3 separate regions of the Gossypium hirsutum genome follow, and all the other regions are linked to region 3. Evidence: chromatin contacts called from public Hi-C data. All regions are on one chromosome and are shown on one strand. Each heading gives the region's core, a stretch centred on a gene start, on an enhancer-like site or on the middle of the called end of the contact. The rest is flanking DNA. Distances are from core to core; before and after follow the strand shown.

Evidence for each region. Hi-C and Micro-C count contacts between places; a contact is called where the count stands out from the background.
Region 1: a Hi-C map of leaf shows a contact between it and region 3, with 2.6 times the contacts expected there. The contact joins the promoter of LOC107887414 here to the promoter of LOC107887355 in region 3. A contact is called at or near these places in 4 of 34 Hi-C or Micro-C datasets (all in leaf).
Region 2: a contact with region 3 is called in a Hi-C map of leaf, with 2.1 times the contacts expected there. The contact joins the promoter of LOC107887417 here to the promoter of LOC107887355 in region 3. A contact is called at or near these places in 5 of 34 Hi-C or Micro-C datasets (hypocotyl and leaf).

What each region holds. Positions count from the first base shown.
Region 1 is chrA03:68,374,116-68,376,815 of Gossypium_hirsutum_v2.1, forward strand. LOC107887414 (germinal center kinase 1) reads left to right here and starts at 1,352. Exons shown (of 18, transcript XM_016811651.2): 1 at 1,352-2,165; 2 at 2,333-2,421; 3 at 2,513-2,620. The coding sequence starts at 1,427.
Region 2 is chrA03:68,282,435-68,285,134 of Gossypium_hirsutum_v2.1, forward strand. It overlaps LOC107887417 (ubiquinone biosynthesis protein COQ4 homolog, mitochondrial), which reads left to right and starts at 1,286. Exons shown (of 2, transcript XM_016811654.2): 1 at 1,286-1,709; 2 at 2,668-2,700. The coding sequence starts at 1,527.
Region 3 is chrA03:67,689,461-67,692,160 of Gossypium_hirsutum_v2.1, forward strand. It overlaps LOC107887355 (protein KTI12 homolog), which reads left to right and starts at 1,298. Exons shown (of 4, transcript XR_005916689.1): 1 at 1,298-1,399; 2 at 1,724-2,700.

The DNA of each region.
Region 1 (2,700 bases), core at 102-2,601, 680 kb after region 3:
TTTTATTAGTAGTCAAATTATGAATTTAGTCAATTTTAGTCTTATACTTTTCAAATTTTAAAATTTTAGTCCTCTTAATTTAAGCAATAGCAATTAAACTTGTTAGGTCAAATTTTGCTATTAGTCTAGCACTATGTGTAAATTGTGTATTTAGTCTATATTCAATTTGATCATTTTTAGTCCCTATACTTTTTGAATTTTCAAATTTTAGTCCTGGCGCCGTTAAATCCATTAACTAAAATAACATGACTTTTTTATAAGTATTATGTGAAAATAGCAAGTTGACATATTACTACATGTGTGATAATGTTTGCCAAAAAATATAATTTAATAAATTGTTAGTCTACCATTTGGGTCAGGATTAAACCTGATTATGGGTCGAACCATCTTCCCAAACCCAAAGGCCCGCCCGAAAAGTGGGAGGGTTTAGGCAAAAATTTAAGCTCGAAAATAGGCTTGAACAAAAAATAAGACTCGTTTTCTAAACAAGTCGGGTCTCGAGTAAGATTTTTTTTGCCTGGGCCCGACCTGACTCAAATTTGCCTAAATATTTTTACTGTTGTTTGCTATTGTTTTGTTGTTGTTTACTGTCATTTTGAATCTTGATGTTGTTTTGCTACTATTTTGCTATTATATTACTACTATTTTGTTGCTACTGTTTGGATATTGTATAGATATTGTTTTATTATTAATTTTGCTACTATTTTAGAGGCATTTGTTTGTTAAGTTGCAACTATTTTAGTGTTATTTAAGTATAAAAAGTTTTTTTAAATGTTTTTTCAATTGGTTGGAGAACATTTATTTTAATGTTTTTAGTGTACTTGATGTATTATATTTCTTAAATTTGTTTTTAAGTAAAAATAATATAAAATTTTTTTACATGAGCAGGCCATTCGGGCTCGGGTTTAGCACTTTTATTAGGCTTGGACAAAATTTTAGTCACATTTTTTGGGCCAAGCCTGGGTAGAAAACAAGCCTAAAGTTTTGCATTGGCCCAGCCCGACTCATGATCAGGTTTAGTTAATGACTAAAATTTCAAAATCTGAAAAGCAAAATGGAAAAAATTAAAGAATAGAGTCTAAACATGCAACTTAGACATTGTAGAAGGACTAGTAGCAAAAATTGACCAGTATTCAAACTTATTTCTTTTTTATTGCCAGAAACGGCTTATGGTATTCTTAGGGCCAATGTATCTATAATAGGCCCAATTAGAAGGAAGGAATTTCTATGAGTAGCGGGCTGAAGACCGACTCCATTTGAAAAATCATGCTGAAACCTGGAATGGCCCAAAAAATTACAATCCAGTATACGACACATGGCGGGGCCCATTAAATTTCCGATTTAACAAATTACAGTTATTCTTTCTTTAGCGCCGACGGCTACCTGCGAATTCTGCGTTCACTGCTCTGACCGCTCTGACATTTTCATGCACTCACACTCTCCGACCGGAGACAGGAAAAAAAACATGGAGCAACCGCTGACGTCTCGAAGGACCCGTAAATCTCAAGCGAAATCCGAGCTATACTCTACCTTTGTCATTCATTCCGGTTCTGAATCCGATTCCGATTCTGGCAAATCTAAACCGAAACCGCAACCATCTCGTGACCCGGACCTTTACGCCACAATGGTTTACAAAGACGTTGACGAAGAAGGTGAAGATGGATCTTCCATCCCTCCTCCCTTCAAATGTGCGCCGAAACTCTTTGGCGGCGGAGGGGGCACTCCTTCCGACGCCGAAGATGGCAGTGGCGATGCAGGAGATTTGGGAACCATGATCGTGAAAAGGGATCATGTTCGTGAAGCTCGCTGTGGAACGCCGTCTTCGTTTAATCCACCGGCCTTAGCGGGGGTGAGCCCAATTAGAGCAAGGGGAGATGAAATGGACGTTGATGAGGAAGAGGAGGATGAAGGTGAAGGTTTTGGGACGTTCGTGGTGAGATCAACGGTGAGGAACGAGAGAGAAGGGAGCGGGACGGTGGTGAACAGAGCGGTGGCGAGTATGGGAGAGCTAGGTTTTGGGAAACAAAAGACATCTACTTCGACGACGCCTTTGCAAGGGGAAGAGAGTCGGTTCTTGCAAAATAATAAGGTTTTGTCGAGTTCAGTTCCCGACTGCGTTATCAGAGAAGATCCTTCCACAAAATATGAGTTACTCAATGAGCTCGGTGAGTTTAATCGCAGTGATAATCATCGTTATTCTTATTCTCATATAATCGTGTTTTTCCATGCTAATGCTAAATGAACTATATTTTTCTTTTAAGGAAGGGGATTTAATTGATTTTAGGGCCATTAAGACCAAAAGAAAAGCTGATATTGGATTTTTGGGTGGCAGGGAAAGGATCTTATGGGGCAGTTTATAAGGCTAGAAATATAAGAACTTCCGAGCTTGTTGCCGTTAAAGTTATATCATTAAGTGAAGGGGTGCGCATGATTTTCTTGTTTGTATTTGATATACTTGATGGCATTGACTTGATTAATCAGCAGTCGTGATCGATCAAGTAATTTTTTTTAGGAAGAAGAGTATGAAGAAATTCGTGGTGAAATTGAGATGTTGCAGCAATGTAGTCATTCAAATGTTGTCCGGTACTTCGGGAGCTACCCTGGGGAAGAATATCTTTGGGTTGGTGTTATAAGCATTTTTCTCCATCAAAATTTAGTTTCAATTTGGAGTTAATTTCAGTTTCTAGGTTACATTGGTTT
Region 2 (2,700 bases), core at 36-2,535, 590 kb after region 3:
AAAAAATTTAACCAAAAGAACTTAATATTGTTAACAATTGGACCTAAATTTTAAAATTTGAAAAATAAAGAGACTAAATTCCCATAAATAAAAGTATTATGATTAAATTTTAAATTTATGAAGAGTGCAAAGAGAACTATGAATATTTTAACCTAAACTTTGATTAGGTATTATTTATCATTAAATTTATATACAATAAATTATTATAAAATATCATCTTATTACAAAATAGATTTCGATTGTGAAATGAAATGCAACTAGAGGTACTCATAGATCGGGTCGGAGCTATGCAATGTATTTAGATCACCTTTTCAAGCTTAGGTTTGGCCCGAAAAATGAGTTTACTTTTTTGCCCCAGTCTGGCCTGATTTAATAAAAGTAAAACCAAGCTCGACTTGGCTTACCATATTTGATTTTTTAGAATGTTTTTATTTAAAATTAAAATTTTTAAAAGATATAATGCACTAAATGCACTAAAAAAGGACCAAAATAAAAATTTTCTAACATATTAAAAATATTTGTATTAAAAAACACTGCCATAAAAATAATAAATGTTTTATTATATTAAATAAACACAAATAAATATAATAAATATTTTATTATATTAAATATAAAATTTTATATTTTATATTTTGGGTTGGATTATTTAGTTGGGTAAGTTTTGTTTAGGTCTTAGGCAATGGGTTTAATTGTTATTGGATTAATGATTTAATATGAATATGAATATATAATTATTATTTAACATATATAATTAAAATAATAATATTTTATAACATAATATTGGTGCTGAGCCGAGCAGGGCTTGGGTAAAAACAATTGTGCCCATGACTCGAACCATATAGAAAACGGGTCTCAAATTTATACAAGCTCATTTTTTGGACCTCGTATTTTGTCCAAACTCTCTCATTTTTAAGCGGGTCTTCGGGCTTAGGTAGGTGGCCCGGCCCATGAACAAGTTAAAATGCAACTATAATATGTAATATTTTAAAAAATATATTTATTTTAGGTTTGGGACACTAAAATAAATTTTAAAAAATATTAAAAATATAAAATATTTTACGCACAACTATTCAAACAAAAAAGAAAATCAATTCATTTTCTAGAATTATTTTTCAAAAACTGCGTTTAGTGAGAGAATTAAAATTCAAAGCAGATTCTGGATAGGTTTAGTTCAACGTCCACTGTTGGCCCATGTTTAAAAAGTTGCTCACCTTACTTTTGGGCTCCTTTCAAGCCAGTATGTTTGGGCCTGTAATTTTAGTCTTTTAATGTAATAAAATAGGAAAAAAGAAAACCCCTCTAAAATTAACGTTTCAGCTTTCTCTAGGCGGTTTTGCAACCTGACCACCGGCAGCGGTGGCAACTTTAACGCGCCTTTTCTCTTTTCTATCTTACGATACGATTTGCTTTGTTCACCCAAATTTCTCTTTCCTTTTTATCCCAACCTTGGATTAATACTCCGGTAATTCAAGACTTCTTTGATTAAAAGTTTGGTTTTTTGGGGCCTTAATTTTTAGTAATTAGGAATGATAGAAAGGGCTCGAATTAAGCTGAGCCCATGGCAGCAGGCGGCGGTTGCAGTAGGTTCAGCGGTGGGTGCGTTGCTCGATCCACGAAGGGCAGATTTAATAGCTGCTTTAGGAGAGACAACTGGAAAGCCTGCTTTTGAAAGGGTTCTTGAGAGAATGAGGAGGAGCCCCGAAGGCAGAGTTAGTCTCTCTTCCTATCACTCGTAACCTATGTATTCATTTGAAATCATTTGAAAAAAAAAAACAGCAGATTTTATGGCTATATATAGAAATGTAATTGTTCGAGTAATTTTGCAGTTAGAGGGATTTTGTTTGAGAATTCATAATTTTGAATCAGAAACTTAAGTGGGTAAAAGACAAGTGTGTATATATATATATATATGGATTATGGGAATTGTTTAAGTCGTCAATGGAGAAACTTTGTGTTCTTGGCATTGGACTAGCAAAGCTATCCCTTGAAATATATGATTTAAATACATAATCATAGTAACGTTGCTATCTGGTAATCGAAAATGCTAATTTTAATAAATTAGTGTTTCTAAGTGTTAATTCTATTATTTAACTTTAAAGTTAATTCATGGATGTGATCAATGTGATATTATTTGCTTTAAGTGTTCTTAGAATTTAGTGAAAAATGCTAGATGACTAGATACTCTAGCTCTTTGTTGGTTTTTGAGGAATCAACTGTGCATAGAGTTACCCTTCCTGTTTAGTAAAGTTAGTAGTATTTATATGTTAACATCATTTTTAGCAATTATTGACTGCAATTTCTTCATTCTTTTTAATGTATATTGAGTTTGTTTAAGGTGCAGATTTATTCCTTTTACCTCTTCTGGTCTTGATTGTTATTTGATAAAATAAAGCCCTTTGTTATTATGTCTTTCTTGGAATACATTGCTTTGTTTTGCACCATATCCAATGCAGTGGCCAATTTGGAAATTTAGAGCTTAATCAGAGTTCATGATGGGGAATTCTGAGTCTGCCTGTGAGATTAGTCCATTGCATTCTTTTTTGTCAATAAGCTGCTTGATGGTTCAAGCATCTTGTTTTCATTGGTCTTCCTCATCCATATTGTTCAAAGTTGGCATGAGTAACGTCTTCCAAATTTCATCCATAACCAAGTCATTTTCTTTAATAGGCAGTGCTCCTTGAGCGGCCACGGGTTATATCT
Region 3 (2,700 bases), core at 48-2,547:
TAATTTTTTATATTATTTATTATATGAAAATTTTAAAAATATAATACATCAAAAATACTAAAAACATTCAAATAAATGTTTCCTAACAATTTGAAAATAAATTAAAAATATTTATACTTAAATAACAGTAAGATAGGTGTAATTTAACAAGCAAATGTCTCTAAAACAACAACAAAATTAACAATAAAATAAGAGTTATACAATACGCAGACAATAATAACAAAATAATAGTAATATTATAGTAAAATGATAGCAAAATAGTGAAAAACAACAAGAAAACAATAATAAAATAACATTTTTTTGTCTTTTTGCTAATTCGGGCCAAGCTCAAGCCAAAAGAGCCTTACTTGAGGCCCAACTTGTTTTTTAAATGGGCCTCATTTTTTTTTGTCTAAGCCCATTTTTCGGACTTATATTTTTGTCCAAATTCTCTCACTTTTTGAGCATACCTTTTTGTCAGCTCAGGTGGCATGACACATGAACAAATCTACTTTTAATAAACATGAGAGTCATAATATATATCAAACTTATCTTGATTTTGATGAACATCTATCTAATAATAAAATATTTATAATAAAAACAATATATTTAAACAATTTATATTTAAAAAATTATTTTTAAAAGAATATAATTTTTATATATTTTTAAAATGAATTTATAAAAAAAATTATATTTTTGAAAGGACTATAATTTTCAATAAAAATGTTATATTTCTCCAAATTTTCCACGAGAAAAAGAAGAATTGCTCGTAAGGACCTCACTTAGCAAGTCAAATGTCAACAAACAATCACATGGCAGCCCTTGGTTGGGCAACATGCCACATCAACATAAAATATGACGTAATCAAGGTTAGGTACCGAAATATTTAACGAAAACAAAAGTACATGTATGAAATTGGACATTTTGAAAATACATGTGTCACATTAGAACAAACCTAAAGTACAAGGGCCTTTCTTGCCATTATCCCATTTTAAAAATACGAAAAGTATAGATACTAAAGAAAATTAAATTGAAGAATACGCATAATATAGGACTAATAGCTTAATTTGACTTAAGGGACTCAATTTATATCATTCGGGTCAACTAGAAGTTTAAAATTTAAAAAGTACAACAATAAAAATTGGCCAATTAAAGTAGCTGAACTAATTCCACAACTAACACATAATACAGGGACTAATAACAAAATTTAACATATATTCATTAAAATGAACTATTGGTAAGTTGGGACTGAAGGCCCAATCTTGACCAAATCAAAGGGCCCAAATATAAGAAAATCCATAAAGCGCAAAAATATGATGGAAGCTTAGTGTTCCATTACATGCCTTTCCATTCAGGTCGGCGGATTCCTCCTAACGCGACCTCCCTCTCTGCCTGTCTGTTATTCAAATCTCCGACCAAGGTAATTTACTTAACTACGGTTTTCAAGTTTTTAGAACTTTTTGGCGGTTTAATCTTTGGTCCTTTTTCTTACTGCTTTTTGCAGGATTCTTCTGATCCCTAATTTAATTCTTTTGCAATTTTTCTAGATTATTTATTTTATTTCTGCATCTTGCTGAAATACGATCTGGGTTTCAGTTATATCTTCCATATAGTTTCCTATAAAACTATACATGTCTTATGTAATCTGAAAACTTTGAAGAATGTTACAGTATTAGCAAGTATATGTAAAAATTTGAGGCAAAGGAAAATCTTGATTTGAATTACTTTTTTAATTTATGAACAGTGAGATTTCAAGGAACTGCAGCTTAGCGAGCTGCGGTCTAAACCCAATTTTGTAAGAAAAAGACTTTAAAAAAAAAGATGGCATTGGTGGTAATTTGTGGGCAGCCGTGCAGTGGGAAGTCGACAGCTGCGAAATGTCTAGCTGAAGCTCTGAATGAATCAGAGTGTAAACAGACTGTAAGGATCATCGATGAGACTTCATTTCATCTTGATCGTAATCAGAGCTATGCTAATATGCCATCAGAGAAGAATTTACGGGGAGTGCTTAGGTCCGAAGTTGATAGGTCTGTCTCCAGAGATAATATCATTATAGTTGATTCTTTGAACAGTATCAAGGGTTATCGATACGAGTTGTGGTGTTTGGCTCGTGCTGCTGGGATAAGGTACTGTGTGTTGTACTGTGATGTTAGAGAATCGCAATGTAGGAAATGGAATGAAGAGCGTCGGGAGAAGGGAGAGGCTGCATATAATGATGTGATATTTGAGGATTTAGTTAGAAGATTTGAGAAACCGGATAGAAGAAATCGTTGGGATTCACCTTTGTTCGAGCTATGGGCTCATAATGATGGAGTGGAGAGATCTTCTATTGCCATTGTAGATGTGGTTTCGTATTTGACAAAAAAAGCAGACTCGAAATCTCGGGATGTTAAGATTTTGCAGCCAACCATTGCCACACAAAATACCCGGTTTTCAGAGGCAAATTCACTGTATGAGATGGACAGAGCCACGCAGGAGGTGATTAATGCTATTGTGGAAGCACAATCCCAGTCAATTGGAGGACCTCTTGCCAGTATCTCCATTGGTCAAGGTTTACCGAATATCGATATTTCTAGATCGGTTGGGTTGCCGGAGCTACGGAGATTGCGGAGAACATTCATCAAGTTAACAGGACAAACAAGTTTGAGTGGACGACCTCCCCCTTCCGATTCCAGCAGTGCAAAGAGGATGTTTGTAGACTATCTGAATCGAGAACTTGGA